Linked DNA regions of Mus musculus: region 2 is linked to region 1. Evidence: chromatin contacts called from public HiChIP or PLAC-seq data. All regions are on one chromosome and are shown on one strand. Each heading gives the region's core, a stretch centred on a gene start, on an enhancer-like site or on the middle of the called end of the contact. The rest is flanking DNA. Distances are from core to core; before and after follow the strand shown.

Region 1 (7,103 bases), core at 1,303-3,802:
GGTGTCCAAGACAAGCGTAATAAGTAGCTTGATGGATAAAGGAAGACTGGGAGGCGGGCTTCACAGAGGCTAGGGTATTTGAGCTTGATCAGTTGGTGAGTACATAGCAAGGTTGACAGAGAGAACCTGGAAGAAAATTTGAGGAAATAGTACGTCATGTCACAGAGGCCCAGAGTGTAACAAAGGTCTGAGCCACCATGGTTTTCTGGAACCAGAGCAGAGAACGTCTAAAAGGCAGAAAGAATGGAGGTCTGAGTCTTGTTGCTTGAGGATAGTCATTGTTGCTGTAATGTAGAGACTCCGGGGCTAGCAGGCAAGGGGAACCAGGTGTCTTTATTAAGCAACTGGCAACACAGATTGAAGGGAAACTTGCAAAGTTAATTGAGAAGCTAGACTTAGCAGGGTACGTGAGTATGAAGAGAAAACAAGGATAGGGGCTGGGGTTTCAGGTAGCAATCATATTTTTGAGTGAATCTGTGTCTTAAAGAACACAAGAGCAACTCTTGTCGTATGGGAACGTAGACTTCTCAGCGTATGCTGGTGTGTTTCTGTGATGGTCTGACACTTCCCATCTGGGTCTGCTAGAGGTACCTTGGGAGGGATCTGGGAGGTGCAGGCTGGGTTGGAGCCATCAGTCTGACTCTGAAGCCTTCTAGGGAGAAAGCAGTGTCCAAGTCTCTCGCCCCCTGGAGAGCCTGGGCATGGAGTTTTCGCAAAGCCCACATTATCCTACAGAGGACACAGTGCTTTCAAAACATAAGCATTGTTCATCCAGCTGGCTGTGTTCTCCACACTACAGGCCTGGGTCTCTCGGCCACACCCTGTGCTGAAGAAGAAGTTTCTAGAGTCTGATGAACAATAATGGAGGGGATCACTACCCTACTACCCAGCTGAGCTTGCAATTGGGATCAGAGGCCCAGTGCAAAGATCTTTTATTTAATGAAACCCACCTTCCTGAGAAACCTACTCAACAGTGCTCACTGCAGAAAACATTGGCACTGATCTAAAACTCTGACTCTTGACTTCAAGACATCCATAGTCCATGCAGAGCTATAAAGAAGGACAAGTGGAAACCGCAGACAGTGGAACACAGCTCTGAGCAGCAGCAAGGAAGGGCAGCTACCAATCTTCTCTTAACCTATGCATATCCTGCCCAGTCCAGCTGGACACACTCAGAGAAGCTTCTGGCTTCTTCACGCAACCTATATACATCCTCCACAGACTTGTCATGGTCCCAAGGTTACTTCTAATGCCTAATACCATGCAAAGACTATGTAAGCAGCCACTGCATTGCTCAGTGAATCATCACAAGGGTGTGTGGGTATGCTTGGTACAGACCTGATCTTTTGGAATATTGTCATGCATGCTTGACTGAACCTGAGAACGTGGAACCTATTGATGCAGAGGACCAACTCTGTATTTGCCCCTCCTCCAACAGGTAGGCGCTGAAGTGCAGCCTTCCACGGGTCAGACTTTATCCCACAAACCCTTTCTTCAAGCCTGGAATTACTCACAAGGATTGCCTCTACAAGCAGTGCACACAAAGGAGCCTGCTGTGATATGAGCGACCCTCCATTCATCCTCCTCCTGGATATTCACTCTGGAAACCTTCTAATCTAAGCGCTGCCTACCCATAACAAAGCTGTACCTGTTTCAAAGGCCCCAAGTACCCATAACCTCTTGAGAATGATAGCAAGACCCAGCTTTGGCTCTGGATATCACCTACCTCCCTATGCTGTGACTAATTGAGTCTCAGCATAAAACAGCTAACCAAGGCTCTCTGGATTAGACACAGTCTGTATTGCACAGACTTCGGCTGTGTGGGCAACGCAACATTTAAAAATTTGAAGAATATGATATAAAACACTCCCGTGTTACAAAAGTGAGGGGTAAGTCAACTAGGAGGTTGGATTTGTTGCATGTGTTCTTCTTAGAGATTAGACAGGCCCGTCTTTGAGATAATGGCTCATAGAAGATTCTCAGTAAACATTTGAAGGACTGTGAGAGTGCATGACACTGCTGTAGGTACTAGGGGTGCTTGTCATTGGCTTCTAAACAACTTGTCACTGACCGAGTGAATAGGTAATGAAAGCCAACCTGAATCATGCTCTTCGTTTCCAAGGGTCCTGGGGACCCCATCTTTCGATACCATTCTGGATCAGCTCTCTGGGGGGGTCAGTAATTAGCAAAGTGGAGGAACACAACAGTCTCAGTCACATGCTAGTGGAACAGTGGAGAGTTGGAAAGAGCCAAAGGCACGTTTAGCATGCTCTGAGGAGCATCCTACCCCTGTTTGCATTAGAGCTCACACCCCATGAGTATATTTTGGAGCAGTTGTCCCTGTCAGCTTGGGCCATCTGTTCTTAATATGTCTTTGGCTTTGACCCGCACATTACTAAGCTGGGAAACTGAGCGGCTGGTGACTTCACTGGTGCACGCGAGGGGCCGAGTTGGGAAAGTCGTCATTTGGTAGGGTTGAATATTTCAGCTGTGGCCACAGCTGTTCACAGGGCCCAGGAATGAGACAAGCTTGGTTTGCTCAGTGTGAATACATAATCTCTCCCCCTCTGTTTCTCTCCCTCCCTTCCTCCTTCCCTCCCCGCACCCTTCTCTATTCTCCTCTGTTCCGTGTTTCATGAGGACGGGTGAAGCCTGGTGGGTTAGATCTCTATCCTTTACAGAAGGACACGGTTGGCACGGAATTGGTGCTGACTCGTGGGATAGAAGGGGGATAACAGAAGTTGTTTCTGTCTGTTGCTGCTCCCCCACACTGGACTGAATTACATTGAGAGAAAGATGTGAGCATAACTTCCTGGCTCGGTAAAGGATATCACAGGGTCTGATAGCTGGAGCTTGGAGATCATCGGAACCAATTTTTTTTCAGTCTTAACCACAAAGGGGCAGTTGCTTCTTCAAGGTCACCTGTTTGGAAGGCAGCAGGCCCAGACTCAAATCCAAACTTCTGACTCCTTCAGATCGGGTTTTCATTGCCAAGTAGTCTTAGAATTTAACACTGCTAAGAATCTAGGCCCTGATTTCCCAAGCTATGGCTAGGGAGTATGAACAGTAATGGAAAAAGAGGTCACTCCCTGGAAGATTTGAGCAAATCAGTTAGATTTGGGGAGTCCCTTCCCTTTAAGTGACAGATTAAAAGAAAAAAAAAGTATGATCTTATTTACATGGTGATCTGAAGAAGCTGAATAACACAGTGGCTGTCAGAAGCAGAAGAGGGGTGGGGAAGTGGGTAAGGGGACAGAAAAAGAGTGGTCAGAGAGTACAAAATAAAATGGCAGGCAGATCTTACGAATTTGATTTGTATCGCACAGCAGGGTGACAATGGCTGACAATATTCCATTGACTATTCCTGAGTATCTGGAAAGGCAAATGCTGCAAGCATTCATACCACAAATGAACAACTATGTGAACTGATCCATACACTGGACACCGATCCCTACACAGACCTCCAACACCATACCACGCACCAAAAACACATGCATGTATTATGACATGCACTAACTATAACACAACAAAGAGCTGAGGGTATAGTTCAGTGATAAATATTTGTGTAGCCCTCTCAGGGGCCCTAGGCCAATTCTCAGCTCTTTGAGAAAAAAGTAAATAAAGAAACATTTTAACATTTTACAACTTGTGAATCTGAACCAAGCAAATGTGATGCTGGAGCTGGAGACTCAGCTCAGTGGCTCAGAGCATGTGGTCCTCTCCCAGAGGACCCTCACTCTGTATCTCCAGTTCCAGGAGATCCAATGACCTCTTTTGGCCTCTGCAGACAGCTGCACTCATGTGGATAAACCCACACAGATGCACATGCATACGTAGTTAAAAATAAATCACTTTTTAAAAAATGTGTGATGCTCTTTGTCTTCCGTGTCTCACCATTTCTAAGGAAGATGAAACTCTAGATCACAGAAGTATCTAGCAGGAAATGATCTCTACTTCCAGTCCCATTTTCTTGTTCTTATTTGCAAGATCTTGAAACGGAAATCACCAGCCGTTCAGCCCCTTGCTCTCTTCCCTGTCTGCCTTCCACATAGGTTTTGTTTTGTAGTGCTGGAGATTGAACCCAAGCCTCCTGTGTGCAAGGTGAGTACGCTACCACTGAGCTATACCCCAAGCTGTGTCTTGACCCTCAGCAGTTGTCCGTGGCAGCACAAGGTATTCCTTGAACACTGTTGTTTTAGCTGTAAGCTATCGTCAATAGAGGCAAAGACTTAACTCGTGACCAGCAATGGAAATTTCTCTCTCTGGATAGGTCTTTCCCTAGACGCTGGTCTCTTGCCCTGGGCTCTTGAGGTTATACATAATGTGAAGAACAGAGAGTATGAAGACAAGAGAAGGCACGGCTTGCCCTCAGCCTAACTAGTGTGAGGAGGGGAGGAGAGTTCTCTGCTCCTCCCTTGCAGGAGCAAGGATCACAAGTGGCATTCGGGCTGGGTGCTACTTTGTGTGACCTCCTCTTTGGGGATTTGATACAGAAAATTTAGGTCTCAGGTCCTTGAGTCTAAATCACAAATTCTGGTGCCATTGAGTGCTGTGGCTCATTGAGTAGCTCACATTACACTTTTAGTGAATGCTTTAGAGATATTATTTCACATCATCGGGGAAGTATTCCTTTCCTGCAGACATTGGAAATCAATTCTCAGAAAACCAAGTTGAATGGGAAAGAGAACAGAAGTCCTCCTATTCATCAGCCCAAGAATTAAGCAACCAAACTTCTGAGGTTAACTCCCTCACTAGTCAGTGCCTCACTATGGCACTGCAATGCTCCAGAGCCCTCACTATAGCACTGCACATACTCCAGAGTCCTTGCTATAGCACTGCACATACTCCAGAGTCCTTGCTATAGCACTGCACATACTCCAGAGTCCTTGCTATAGCACTGCACATACTCCAGAGTCCTTACCATGACACTGCAATGCTCCAGAGCTCTCACCATGACACTGCAATGCTCCAGAGCCATCACTATAGCACTGCACATACTCCAGAGTCCTTGCTATGACACTGCAATGCTCCAGAGCCATCACTATAACACTGCAATGCTTCAGAGTCCCAACTATAGCACTGCACATACACCAGAGTCCTCACTATAGCACTGCACATAGTCCAGAGTCCTCACTATGACACTGCAATGCTCCAGAGCCATCACTATAGCACTGCAATGCTCCAGAGCCCTCACTATAGCACTGCACATACTCCATAGTCCTTGCTATAGCACTGCACATACTCCAGAGTCCTCACTATGACACTGCAATACTCCAGAGCCCTCACCATGACACTGCAATACTCCAGAGCCCTCACCAAGGTGACACTACAATACTCCAGAGCTCTCACTATGACACTGCAATGCATCAGAGCCCTCACTATAGCACTGCACACACTCCAGAGTTCTCACCATGACACTGCAATGCTCCAGAGTCCTTACCATGACACTGCAATGCTCCAGAGCCCTCACTATAGCACTGTACATAGTCCAGAGTCCTCACTATGACACTGCAATGCTCCAGAGCCATCACTATAGCACTGCACACACTCCAGAGTTCTCACCATGACACTGCAATGATCCAGAGTCCTTACCATGACACTGCAATGCTCCAGAGCTCTCACTATGACACTGCAATGCTCCAGAGCCCTCACTATAGCATTGCACACACTCCAGAGTTCTCACCATGACACTGCAATGCTCCAGAGTCCTTACCATGACACTGCAATGCTCCAGAGCTCTCACTATAGCACTGCACACACTCCAGAGTTCTCACCATGACACTGCAATGCTCCAGAGCCCTCACTAGGCACTACACAGGACAAGCTGGTGCCTCCAGGTGTTTTCAAATAAATCCAGAAACTCCATTATATTCTCCCCACACACTCACACTCTTGATTTAAGTCTTTATTAGATTCTTCCTCCATAAGATCATTTCCTGTCTCTGGGTACCAATTTCCTGCTCTAGTAAATGAAAATGGTACCAAATTATTTTAAAGATACCATATGCATGCAATACTATGACTATTCTTTCGAACATGTGGCCATTATTTTTAACAACAAATTTTTAACTACACAGGTCGCAAATTACACAAAAATGAAACCATTTTTAATAAAAATAATTCAAAAATCATGTGAGTTAACATACTCATCCTAATCTGAGTGCCCTCCCTCCCACCTCCCCCCACCGTGTGTGTGTGTGTGTGTGTGTGTGTGTGTGTGTGTGTGTGTCTTTTAAGTGACATATTTTGCTCATGGAAAATACTCAGCCCTGCTTTACTAGTCTGTCCATGAGCAGTCTACCATGAAACACACCGTTCTGCAATCCATTGTCTCCATGTCAGTGGACATGAACTCTCCCCAGTCTGCAGTTGGACTCCACCAGGCTTCTAGCCTGGCCTGGCTAAAGCCCACTCCTTTTGCTGAAGTTTCTTGTACTTATTTGTGGCAGTGTGTGCAGGGGTGGTTAGTACAAAATTAACTTCCTATGTCATAAACAGGAATCCTCAGACCTTAATAAATGCCAAACTGTCCTTCCTATTATTATTATCATTATTGTTATTATTATTATTATTGATGCTTATGGGGATCAGGGCTGGTGAGATAGATCGGTGGGTAGGCACGCCATACATGCCTGACAACCTGAGTTCCATCCCTGAACTCACATTAAAATGGATTCACAACAAGAAAGGTATCCTCTGACCAAAAGATGTGTCACATGGCACTCATATCACACACACACCAGCAACAGCAGCAGCAGCCGCAGCCGCCACAGCAGCAGCAACACCAGTGGTAATAGAATGATAGCAAGAATGTTTCAGAAGTATATAGTCAGTGCATACCCAGGTACAAGGCGGCCTCTACTCTTGTCTGTGAGACTTGAGATAAAGTGAAAAGGGTCATCCATTGTCTACACATGTTCAGGTCAAAGGAGAACAAGATCTTATGAGAGAGAGATTGAGGGCACCTGCTGAATAAAACCCAGAGACTGCCATGCTGCTCATTTGGGAAGCAGAAGAAATCTGAACCCAACTTCCTCCTCCATAGAGCCCCGCCGCACTCAAACACAAAAAGAAGTGGCTTCCCACACCCTCCCACCACCATG
Region 2 (7,103 bases), core at 2,634-5,133, 410 kb before region 1:
ATGAAGCAGCTACTGGCCCGGTTCCCAGGACTATTATACTATGATGCTTTATTCTGGACTGTGCTGGAACGGGAGTTTTATGCTAAAACTGGAAAAGTCCCAGCAAAGTGAGATAACACAGTCACTTCTAGGTCAGAGATACTGAGTGTGAATGGGTTTTCAAAAACAAAATGAACCAAGTGACTCAGAAACTGTCAATCATTTTGGAGATACTCAGGGTGGGAGCTCTGACCGTTTACAGAGGACTCTGCAGAGGTCAGGTTTACAGGGGCAAACAGGAGGCATGGTTAGAGTGGAGTTGCCAATTTCAGAAGCTCTTGGATCTTTCAGAGGGGACAGATCTGTGGGAGAAACAGAAGAGTAACCATGCTGACCCCAGTGAGCACAGTGGAGTATCAGAGCAGGGAAGGAGCTAAGAGGCTCTGAGGAACTTGCATGAATTAGGACATCAGCAGCTTCACCTCTGGTCACCCAGTGTATAGAGCAAGATCCCTAGAATGCAGGCTCAAGGAGGGGAGTGTCTGAAGTCACACAGCTCACAGATGGTGAGCCAGGAGCCACCCCTTGGGAGGGTACAGAACTCATACTTGTCACCTGCACTGGGCTGAGGTGACCTGGAGTCAGAAAGCACTGAGGACCTTCTGTGGTTTTTGCAAACTTGCAGCTTGGGGGTGGGCATACAGTTGTGGGGTGGCTTAGGGATTGTCACTGTGTGTAATCAGACCACTTCATTGAAAAAAAAAAGAACATTTTTGTTTCCTCTTCCTTCCTATCCTGGGTCTCATCCAGGAACAGGGTTCTGACCCCCAAAGCCACAAAGAGCAGAGATAATGTGCACAGCAGGTCAGTGTTGTCAAGGAGGCTTGTGGCGAGGAGGGTCAGGCATGGTCGCTGGCTGGGTGTGCATTGTACACTGCGCTTAGCAATATGCTGCTAAGAAAAGAAGGGCCGGCCTCCTTCTTTCAGTCTCTTGTTTGTCCGAGATCTTCCTTCTTGCCAAGTGGGGACAAGAAAGACGCACACATGCTGAGCCAGTGTGGAGAGAGGCAGAGGGCACAGGCTGCCCTTTCCTTTCTCTCTCTGTTCTCATGTTTGTGGGTCACATCCGGTGCCAGCATGGCCCTCTGAAGGCTAGGCTTGCTCTGCTGTCCTCCCCAGATGTAAGGAATGAGGGGGACCTTTCCCTTAGGGGAAACGTGTCATTTAATACTGAGGGCCATACATAAGAAATAAATGTAATATGAAAGACATAAAATTGAAAGTTTTGTTCAGGAGTTTTCAGTTCTTATATAAGAGAGCTACTGTATCGCGTAGATTCCAAATCAACGAATCCTAAAATACAGTTTTCAGAATTGTCTTTTTGTCCCCCCTTTGTCACCACAGGTTTCTTCAGCAACAAGAACTGAGGTCAGAGAGGTGGCTTAGCAATACTTCCGGCTTTTAAAGAGGATCTGAGTTCCAGTTTCTAGTACCCAGGTCAGGTAGCTAACCATTACCCATAACTCCATCTCTGGAGTCCATCACCTCTGGCCTCTGCAGGCATCTGCACACTTAATTTAAAATAGTAGAAATATATCTGAAAGAAAATATATGAGGATCAGTGGGTGAGGAAGATGGGCAAGATGGCTGGGGCAGAGTGCTCGCTTTGCAAACCTGGGGAACTGAGTTAGGATTCTCAACACCAATGTTAAAAAGTGGGGGGGGGCGCGGGGAGTAGCATACGCCTTTGATCCTGCAGTGAAGAGAGGGAGATGAGACTGCTGGGGTTTGCTGTCGAGCCAAATCAGAGAGCTCCGGATTCACTGGACAAGGTAAAGTATGATAGATAAAGACACCTGTGTCTGGCTGGTATTTGTGCGCATGCACACATGCACCTGCCTGCACATGCGCACAGATGCACAATGGTAGCATCAGGAGAAACTTTTGGAAATGACTCCTTTTAGAACTTTACATCCTTGTTTGCTTCCTTTTCCCCCCCATAAACCTAGTCAATACAAACCCATTTGTTGCACCCATGGCCCGAATAGTTTATGTAAATAATTAGAATTCCACTGTTCCTGAAGACAGACTGTGAGATAAGAGAAAAGGAAAACTATGGCATTTATTGGAAGCCTGGGGCTAGGAGGTCACCCCTCTCTGGCTTTAAGGATTCAGCTTCATCTTCTTTCCTTCTGAGACACTTGTGCCTTCCTCAGTTGGCCCTGGGGTGTCTCTGTGTGGCTGTGCCAAGTGCTGAGCAGAGCTGATCTTATCAACTGTGTGTCCTCAAGCAGGCTGCTTGGCCTTTCTGAGTTGGAGTCTTCTTACTTTTTAAAACAGGACGTGATGTCAGCCTCACAGAATTCTAGACTCATCTCAAGTACACACAGGCTGGATCTACACCAATCTGCCCACAACAGGCGTTTGCTGTGTTTTAATTATGTCTTTAAACCTCGAATACTGGTTCACAATCAGACATAATGAATACGGGGGACACACTGTGTTCAGAGCTTATTGAGACTTGGGGTGGTGTGATAGACCATGTGCCCTCTCCTCTGCTTCCATACACACCATGCTGCTGTGTAAGCCATCAGCCACTGTCTAGGGTTGCCCCATGTCAACAGCCACACCCACTTCCTGGGCAAAACTGAGGCAGGTCTACATGTCATCTCGAAGCACACAGGAGAGAAGAAATGGCTAGTTCCCAGCATAGGCCGCTATGGGTATCACTTCTAGTGTGTGTCCCTTCAACGGGGGTTCATATCCTCACATTGCTTGTGGCTCAGAGGGTAAAGAGATGGGTGGTATGTGGGGGAACACTTGGCAACTCTAAGGGTAATATCAGTGACAGCAGTGGTAGAGTTTCTTTTATTCCCTAGTGCTCAGAGTCCGGCTGTCCCGTATTGTATTTTTGGAGTGTTCCCTTGAAATGTTTTTGCTTAAATATGGTAAATGTCTTTTTTTGTTTTGTTTTTGTTTTTGTTTTTTGTTTTTTGGTTTTTTTTTTTTTTTGAGACAGGGTTTCTCTGAATAGTCCTGGTTGTCCTGGAACTCACTTTGTAGACCAGACTGGCCTCGAACTCGGAAATCTGCCTGTCTCTGCCTCCCAGGTGCTGGAATTAAAGGCATGCACCACCACCACTGCCCGGCGGTAAATGTTCTTCTATGTTTTTCAGTTTTCGATCTTCCAGTGTATAAGCTTCCAAGTACATACAGACATAAAGACACAAACACATACACTACACAGCAGTGCGTGCACACACACAAGCACATGCACATATACCACAGACCATATATATACACACACCACGCTCATACAAAAGTGTATATAACAGATATAACTCCCACCATCTTTAGGGCCTTGTTCCCCTTGGCTATCTGGTGGAGGGGTGCAGGTTGACCATATTTCTAGAGCTATGACATGTCCCTGTTGCATTGGGTGGACAAGGTGTGAATCCAGCTCCCCGCCACCCCAACTTTATATGAAGGAACAGTTTGTTAACATCTTAAGCTTGGTGGGTCTTAAGGTTCCCATGATAGCAACGCCACCTGGCTGTTGTGACACAGAAGATCCTAGGGACATTTCAGAAATGAGCCAGCCCGGCTGTGATTACAACAGAATGGTATTTGGGGGGAAAAAATGTCACCTTTGTCCGAGCAAGAGCCTGTGAGCTCCTCTGTCCGTGGGTGTATGGTTTGTCAACCTTAGCCATAGTCAGAAGGAAGAGGATGACGGTGGTATCTGAGCCCTGTGGCAGGTGACCAGGCCAGTGTTTCAGAGAAGCTGAACTTTAGGTGTCCTGACCTTGGGGCCTGACTGCCCCACTGCAGCTCTGTAGGCCAGGCTGTGCGGCTCCAGCCAGGGAGCCCTGGAGGCTGTGGTGCTGATTGGTTCCAGGGCTGGAGGGATGGAAATTTACAAGAGAGCGGAAAGATTGCTCTCTGCCAAGGTCTGATTCAGAGCTCAGGGATTAAGCCTCTGGCTCGGGGATTAAGCTGGAATTTCACATCCACAGATCCCACTCGCACCAGGCTCTGGCTGAGCCGGGTTCCTGTGTCTCAGAGGTTTCCGCGCTCCATAGGCACAGGGGTCAAAAAAGAAACTCCAGGGCCCCGTTTTCTGCTTTTGGGCTCATTTTCTTATATTTTGTATCTCGTATATTCATATCTGAATCTGAGATGAGAGAATAATTTGGAAACAGCGAAGGAACACGAAGGAATCTACTCCCAAGGCCAAGAGAACGGCTGAGCGCTAGGCTTCAGTAGGGGTGCAGGGCAGAGAGAGTCCAACACTCACATTTCAGCCCCCAGTTTTGTTCTGCTGGCTCTGGCCAGCTGCATCCCAAGGCTTGGAAAATGACCCCTGCTTTCCTAAGAGCCATGTCCTTGCTCCATCCACCCGGGCCACAGACAGTGTCCATTTCACAGGGAACTTGTAGTTTACCAGTTTTCATTCTGGAACCTCCTGTGGGCGTCAGTGCTCTCAAAATGGGGGAGACAACTCTTAGTTTTCTGGCTGTTTTGGTTTTCACGTAGAAGGCTTGGGACCCAGACAGTGAGCTGTGCACACCAGATCCTAGCATCCAAAGCAAGAAGAAAGGCTTAGAGACCTCTTCTCTGCTAGGCTTCCGTTCTAACCTGCTTTAGTCCTGGGAGTACTGGTGATCTGGGGCACCTTGTAGTTACCAGTTCTTGATTAAACACCATGTGACAGATGAAATATTTTGTTTTTCTTTGATACTGAGATAGAAAGAGTTTTAACCTCATTTTGTTTATCCAACCTTATTGAATCATATGAAATCAACGTTGGTATACTTACATTGCGAGCCTCTGCTTTTACTCTGCAGAGAATCAGTTATGTTACAGAAATAAGTGACTCCAAAGTTTAATGGTTCAGAAACACAAGGTTTTAGAGCTGTAGAGATGGCTCAGCAGTTAAGAGCACTGGCTGCCCTTCCAGAGAACCACAGCTCTGTTCTCAGAACCCACGTGGTAACTCACAACTGTATTTAACTCCAGCTTCAGGGTATTTGGCCCCCATAGGCGCTGCACACATATGGCACATAGACCTGCAGCAAGCAAAATACAGATACACATAAAATAATTTTTTTAATTCAAAAAGAAACTATTTTATGTCTCTCAGAACACATGCTGAACTTTATGTGAGATGTTTCTGTCATTATCCCCATGAAGGCAGGACTGTGGTGTAGAGAGCTGTCTTCTCTGAGGGGGTGGGAAAAAATTGGCCAAATGTGTCCAGGCACCTGTTTTTGTCAATAAAGTTTTATTGACAGGCATGCATGATGACTCATGACTTTGTCTACAAGAGCAGAATTAGGCGGCTGGAACAGACTGTGCAGCCCACAGCATTGGTGATTTTTTTCCCTCTCTGCTCTTTATACAGCATCTTAGTTGACATGTGGCTGTCCAAAACTTGGATAGCAGAGTGACTACAGAGTGGTTCTTAGAACTGCTGCTCAGAAGAGACTCTTGGCTTCAGCTCACATTCTCTGTATTAAAGCAAGACATATGGCCACTCTTGATGTCTGCAAAAGCATGCTTTGAATTATGGATGCTCTTATGCATTCTTTGCTGCAACAGTAGAAGCAGACACTACTTCACTGAAACTGGAAAGATTTACATAAAGACAGGTAACAGTGTAATGAATGGTAAAGGTAAAGGCCAAGGCTCTGAAGGGTGGGTACATGTTCCCACTGCCCCAGTGGCCTCTGTGACCGTGAACCACTGTCCATCTGTCTGTGTGTCTCTCTGAAGTCATTATAGGTAGTTATAGTTGAACTTTGGCCTGTGTATCATTCTCCTGTGATTTAAAGTGCTGTGTGGGTTCTAATGACTGACCACTTGTAAGCCATGTGGCCATGTTCTGCTGCTTGGAGGCTGGGAAAATGATCAAGAACTCTTCAACTTTGGTAGTGGCATGGGGCTCAGCTCCCTTAAAGACTTATATATTAGAGATCCATTTCACATAAACCCTGCTGGGCCCTGCTGGCAAGCTGAGAAAGTTGGTATCATCCTTTCATTGAGCCGGGACAAAACAAACACAAACTCCAAGCCAAAACCACAAAAACAAAGGGACTGCAGAGATGGTGGAGTGGTTAAGGACACATATTGCTTTTCCTGAGAACCCAAGTTTGATTCCCAGCACCCAGGTCAGGTGGCTTCCAACTGCCTGTAACCCCAGCTCCAGAGAGATCTGACACATTAATGTGTATCCACGCCTCTCTTCAACTACCACATACACATAATTAAAATAATAAAAGTAATTTTTAAAAATGAAAAATATAGCAATCAGGGACTTCTTTGGCCTTTTTCTATGATGTCCAAGTGTGTTACTAGGAAGCTGAAGGGTGGCCAGCCACATTGATTAGCTTGGCTTTGAGTTAAGTTTCTTAACTCAGTCTTTAAAGGTTGCCTTCAGCAAACCACCTGGAGGGATTTGGAAAGGGAGAGAGGAGTAATGGTGGAGTTCAATGGTAAGGGTTTGCCTATCATGGTGAGGCTCTAGGTTCTAACCCCAGCATTACAAAACCAGAAAGAAAACATGGATGGGTCTCCTTGGTTCACTTAGCAGCTCAAATGAGCTTCATTTCCTGGGCTCTGACCATCACAGGAGGGAAGGAGATGGTACGGAGACATGTTGTATTGTTTCTGTCAGAGATCTGTGTCACTGAGGTTGTAGTGTGTCAATGTGTCTACAGCCTTATAGGAATTGCATATAAAGAGTTGAGCACAAAAGAATGTGAACTCTGCCTCAGATGAGGTCAGGGGCCATTCTAAGTCTTCAACACAGAACTCCCCAGTTTGTATCAAAGTGAAGTTGTATCAAAGTATCAGTCTACAGATTTGAAAGAGAGTATCTGTTGTGATTTGTTGTTCAACTTAGAACTGGCATTCCATTTCCAAGCTGTAACCTTTAAAATGGACTTTGTTAACCTCTCTGTCTGGAGACTAACACAATGTGCTGAAGGAAGACAGGATACTGGATTCCTTGGAGCTGAAATTACAGATGGTTGCCAGTTACTATGTAAGTCCTGGGAACTGAACCCAGATCCAGTGGGGTTTTTTTTTTTGTGCATATATTTTTTATTTTATTAGATATTTTC

What was found. HiChIP or PLAC-seq counts read pairs in DNA pulled down with a chosen protein or histone mark.
Region 2: an H3K27ac HiChIP or PLAC-seq map of embryonic fibroblasts shows a contact between it and region 1, with 3 times the contacts expected there. The contact joins two enhancer-like sites. A contact is called at or near these places in 1 of 15 datasets of contacts at CTCF or cohesin (the NIH/3T3 cell line), 2 of 484 Hi-C or Micro-C datasets (the C2C12 cell line and adipose-derived mesenchymal stem cells) and 3 of 115 datasets of contacts at active chromatin or transcription factors (embryonic fibroblasts, fibro-adipogenic progenitors and heart atrium).

What each region holds. Positions count from the first base shown.
Region 1 is chr13:60,007,955-60,015,057 of GRCm38.p6, reverse strand. No RefSeq gene overlaps it. Among named protein-coding and RNA genes, the nearest start is that of A530065N20Rik, 18 kb to the left of the region's middle. Within about 2 kb of position 2,552, at least 36 of the 459 cell types and tissues checked have an H3K27ac peak or open chromatin away from gene starts, as enhancers often do. A contact at or near this core is called in the C2C12 cell line, embryonic fibroblasts, fibro-adipogenic progenitors and 1 more, where this site is marked.
Region 2 is chr13:60,414,446-60,421,548 of GRCm38.p6, reverse strand. No RefSeq gene overlaps it. Among named protein-coding and RNA genes, the nearest start is that of Gm35333, 17 kb to the left of the region's middle. Within about 2 kb of position 3,883, at least 79 of the 459 cell types and tissues checked have an H3K27ac peak or open chromatin away from gene starts, as enhancers often do. A contact at or near this core is called in the C2C12 cell line, embryonic fibroblasts, fibro-adipogenic progenitors and 1 more, where this site is marked.